Regions from separate parts of the Astyanax mexicanus genome. Here region 2 is linked to region 1. A link is a contact called in public Hi-C data. All regions are on one chromosome and are shown on one strand. Each heading gives the region's core, a stretch centred on a gene start, on an enhancer-like site or on the middle of the called end of the contact. The rest is flanking DNA. Distances are from core to core; before and after follow the strand shown.

Region 1 (2,700 bases), core at 129-2,628:
TTAATTTATTTAACTGCCACTACTTACAATTATTAAAAAATATATATATATATTAAAATATATAGTACATACAAATAATGAAAAATAATAATTGTTCCATCTAGTTAGTTATACAATAACTTATTGATTTATAAATAACTTAAATTGTAATTGACTTTAGATTAGGTATACAAGAGGATTAACGTTTTTTAATTAATTTCACTGATTATAAACATTTATACATTTAACAAATATATGGAATTATTTATTTATTTATTTAAATCCAATAATTGAACAATTTAAATGTACTTACTTTGCGTTTAAACATACTATAAATTAAAGGTTTCATATATAATCAAAAAATAGAACTTCCTTTCTTTAACAAATAACATCAGTGATGTTTGAGACATTAATATTATTACTTTAGATGATGGAGAATTGCTGTGAGAATCAGATTGCAATTACTCTCAAATCTGGTACTAATGATTGAAGTTTAATCCTATAAACACAAATTCTATAATTACTCCAGGAAATTTACATCACAAATGAATCATTATATGTTTATATAACAGTAAGCACTGGGCATGGTATCCAGCTGTTTTAGAGTGTCCCAGCGCTTATCTCTAGAGATTATAAAAGCTTTGTGTGTTTAACTGAACACCTGTGCTCAGAACCATTATCTTACAAGCTACAGTTAAATTATTAATCTAAAATACTTATGGAAATCAGTGTGTTCATTTATATATGTAAAAAGATTTTGTCTTTATTGATCACACATTGCAGGTACTGTTTTTGATTCTGAACTATTATTATTGGTCCATTTATTACAGAGCAGCAGCAAAAGTATGAGAATGTGTGTTCAAGAGAGAAATAAACACATGATTAAAATGGCATGAATTTATATTTTATTTACAAAACATGTTGGAAAATGAAAAACTGCTGCGGATCAGCGTACACATACACGGCCCGTTTCTACTGACTCACTTTAAAAAGAAAAACAGAAAGCATGAATATCGGTGGTCTCACGATTCTCTCCTGCCTAAAACTTGAACTCTTTGTATTTCTTGGCTCCGGTGCGAGTGTCCTGCGGCTGACCCTTCCTCTTCTTTTGCTGTTGGACACACAGGGAGAGAGAGAGCAGTGAATAGAAAGCACAAGGGAAATGCGGAGCTTTATATAGCATTAGATTTGCATTATATTCATCCTTAATAACACCTGCCTTCTCAGCACATTAAACAAATGCAAGTTAGGGGGTCAAAAACCAGCAACATGTAGGAAGGGGCTTAATAAGGAGCAAGAAGGACAGGACAGGTCAAATTAGAGGCTTTTCTTTTCAACATGCTCATGAGGGGCTCACATGGGGAGGGTCCCAGGTGGGCATGGTTAGTTGGGCTTCCCAAACAGGCTTAAACACATTACAGCCCACTTGGGTCCCATCAAGGGCCCGATGCAGTGCACAGCCCAGATGGAGCCCATGTTTAACCTCTCTTGAGGCTGCCCATAAATTCCCCACATGGGCAAGTTATACAGATTTCTGTTTAGTACTGTTAAAAGAAAAAGGTGCAAAACGCAAAAGGTTGATACCCACCTCCAACAACAAAGAGAGAAATTCTTTATTTTATCAAAATGACTTAGAGAGTCATTATTATTTTATCAAAATGATAGAGTTCCAGAGTAAGCATAAACTACAGCTCTAGGAAAAAACTTAAGCCCACTTAAAAATAACGAGTTTCTTTGATTTTTACCTTTTTAAATTGAAAACCTGTGGAATATAATCAAGAGGAAGATAAATGATCACAAACCATCAAACCAAACTGAACTGCTTGATTTTTTTAAACCAGGAGTAAAGGCATAAACTTATTAAAAAGCAGTGTGTAAGACTGATGGAGGAGAACATGCCAAGATGCATGAAAACCGTGATTAAAAAACAGGGTTTTTCCACCAAATACTGATTTCTGAACTCTTTGAATATGCAATAACTTGTTGTCTTTGCATTATTTGAGGTCTGAAAGCTCTTTATCTTTGTTATTTCAACTACTTCTCATTTTCTGCAATTCACAATATTTTATTTGGAATTTGAGATAAATATTGTCCGTAGTTTATAGAATAAATAAACAATGTTCATTTTAAATCAAACGTATACCTATAAATAGCAAAATCTGAAAAACAGATCCAGAAACTGAAGTGGTCTTTTACAATACTCAATCAAATGCTATAAAGTAGTATGTCTTACAAATTATTTGTAGATAAAAATATAATCGTACGCACATTACCATCACACTCAAAGGTGGTGGACAACAGGTTATACTAACAATTCAGGTAAAGTCAGTATTTTATCGTCGTCTCAGTCACAACAAAAAATCTCTACAATCTCTACATTTTCCTTTACTAAGAAAAATCCTTATCTCATGGCATTTTGATAATATAAAAGAACCACTGCCAGATACTTATTTAATCTAAAGGCTCATTTAGGCTAAACGTTAAATATGGAGACATATCAATGAACCCTTATATTACCCTTATCTCTATCATCTATAGACAAGTTTAGGCATTATGTAACTGTCATTATGCTTTCAGCATTTGCCTCTACATAGCATTTTGAGCTGCAACTTTGGAGCTGAAGCGCTCTATAAATAAAAGTTTATTATTATATTAGTGTGAATATGAGACTGTAGCAGTACCTTCTGTTTGGCCGCATGTTCAGCCACCATGTCGCTGAAG
Region 2 (2,700 bases), core at 51-2,550, 66 kb before region 1:
CCAAGTCTCCAGACTTGAATCCCAAAGAAAACCCATTAGATCAGTAGAGTCGCCCTGTAGAGGCTCGTAACTCTGCACCCTAGAAAATTTTAATGACTCAATAAGGCTCTCAATAAGGCCTTCAGGAAGAAGAGTGAGATGCCATGCCCCAGCAGACAATAAGTCGACTTGTAAACAGCATTAGATATCATTTTCACTGTGTAATTGATGCTCAATGACATGTTATTAAGACATTGACATTATTTGTTAGGGTATACCAAACTCTGTTGTCTGCTTTTGTTTCAATAAATTGTTTGGGATGAGAAAATTTCAATTCTATGCTTATAATTAAATGCCCTGCTTCCATGATATAATATCACTGTAGCGTGAACTTTTTATATTTTCCATATTTTTTCCCAAAAGCCAAATATCCCTAACATTTTCTATTGGATAGTTTGTATAGTAGTAAGTATTGTATAGTTTATTGGTAGGACATAATGAAAACAGATTCCTGACTACAGATTAAACTGACAATAAAACATTATAAACAATTACTCATATTCCATTGTTCTGTAGACTATACATGCATAAGCATGTCTTAATACACAATGTATACATTGTAGACATACAACTATGGGGGGAAAAAATAAGAGACCACTTAAAAATGATGAGTTTCTTTGATTTTATCAAATTAAAAACCTCTGGAATATAATCAAGAGGAAGATGGATGATCACAAACCATCAAACCAAACTGTACTGCTTGAATTTTTGCACCAGGAGTAAAGGCATATAGTTATCCAAAAGCAGTGTGTAAGACTGGTGGAGGAGAACATGATGCCAAGATGCATGAAAACTGTGATTAAAAACAAATTATTATTAAATTGTTATTGCAACAAATATTGATTTCTGAACTCTTAAAGCTTTATGAATTTGAACTTGTTCTCTTTGAATTATTTGAGATCTAAAAGTTCTTCATCTTTTTTGTTATTTCAGCCATTTCTCATTTCCTGCAAATAAATGCTGTGAATAACAATATTTGTATTTGGAATTTGGGAGAAATGTTGTCCGTAGTTTATAGAATAAAACAACAATGTTCATTTTACTCAAACATAAACCTATAAATAGCAAAATCAGAGAAACTGATTCAGAAACTAAAAGTGGTCTCTTAATTATTCCCAGAGCTGTATGTTGTATATACAGAGCACTGTACCTGAGTTTAGGCTTTGGTGTGCTGAGGATGCTGTCCGTCTCCTCCATCTCTGGGCCGCTGTCACTGGGATTATACATCTCCAGACTGTCATACAGCTCGTCCAAATCCTCCTCCACCTCCTGAATCTGCTCCCGAGACACATGCTCCAAACCAAACCCAACCTACAACCACAAACCACATTTACTGCAATCACAATACAATACAACCTTCTCTGACCTTTATCAGACTGATCGTTTGTCAGTCTCAGACAAAAACATACAAAGAAGTGTTGCTTTCTAAGTCATGATCACTAGGATCCGAGGATTGTTGGTTTGACTTTCAAATTATGCTGCAGGCCATCAGCAGCCAGAGACCGAGAGAGCATAACTGGCCATGCTCTCTCTGGGTGGGTAGAGCTGGTGGCAGACTTTACATGTATCAGAGGAGGCACGTGTTAGTTTCCACCCATCTAGAGTTCATATGAACATTGATTCCAAATTGAGGAGAAAATGTAAAATTAGAAATAAAAAAGCTAATAAATATATATTAGGGTGTCAAGGCCACATTCTTATTTGAGCAGTTAGTATTTATACATAGGTAATTGTTACACGCCACTATTGAAAACTGCTGAAAACTGTTTCTTTGGCCAGTTTAAGAAAAAAAAAAATCTCCGACATTCTCTAAACATCTCTTTCAATACATATCCTCACTTAGCTATTAATACTGCTTAGAGTCAAAGGGCATAAGGCAGGAGTGTCCAAACATTTTTTGTTGGGGACCAGAAGGAGAAATATACTTGAAGTCACGGGCCACAGACTCTGTAATAAAAGAAATAATGAAATATACCACTTTAAATAATACTTTTTTTTTTCATTTACACACTATTTTACTTGACTTACTATCTTTATCTTTTACAGTGTTGTGTAAACTAAGATTTTTCAAATTGATGTTTCATTTCATGATGTCTCTTAAAATAAAACTCCTTAATTACGCCAACTTTTAGACTCTTTTGCCCGTTTTTCTGCGCTAGAAATGCGCACTCTCTCCGCTTTTAGACTCTTTGGCCAGTTTCTGACACCTAGCGTTCAAACTTTGAATCTCACATTATAAAAACCTGCTTAACAGCGGGCCAACTTTCACTCTATTTCTAAAATACCTCGCAGGCCGCTCCACAAAAGAAAACGGCCCGCAAATGGCCCGCGGGCCGTAGTTTGGACAACCCTGGCATATGGTGTTAAGACAGTCCTCTTAACAGGACTTTTTTGTCAATTTTCTGTCTGATATTGCATTCCTTTAACTTGAGGATTTTTATTTAAGCATTACATAAAATGTTTCATGTTTTATAAGAAACATTACTAATAATCCTAATTGTAATTGTGATTGAAAATTTTTAAAATATAATAAATAAGAATATCATAAAGAATAAGAAGAATCATAAATTGGCACTTTCCCAAACTTCATTATGAAGTTAACATTTTCCTGAATTCAAATTTAAAGCATTTTATGTCCTTACTTTACTTTTTTCTATTTCC

What was found. Hi-C and Micro-C count contacts between places; a contact is called where the count stands out from the background.
Region 2: a contact with region 1 is called in a Hi-C map of blood, with 13 times the contacts expected there. The contact joins two enhancer-like sites. A contact is called at or near these places in 3 of 3 Hi-C or Micro-C datasets (blood and muscle).

Annotation. Positions count from the first base shown.
Region 1 is chr8:13,383,614-13,386,313 of AstMex3_surface, reverse strand. It overlaps sf3b2 (splicing factor 3b, subunit 2), which reads right to left. Exons shown (of 22, transcript XM_007236090.4): 21 at 2,661-2,700; 22 at 862-1,090. The coding sequence ends at 1,019. Among protein-coding and RNA genes, the nearest start is that of LOC103046717, 10 kb to the left of the region's middle. Within about 2 kb of position 1,378, the one cell type or tissue checked has an H3K27ac peak away from gene starts, as active enhancers do.
Region 2 is chr8:13,449,246-13,451,945 of AstMex3_surface, reverse strand. It overlaps LOC103046717 (phosphofurin acidic cluster sorting protein 1), which reads right to left. Exons shown (of 24, transcript XM_022678093.2): 9 at 1,190-1,350. Among protein-coding and RNA genes, the nearest start is that of LOC111194330, 28 kb to the left of the region's middle. Within about 2 kb of position 1,300, the one cell type or tissue checked has an H3K27ac peak away from gene starts, as active enhancers do.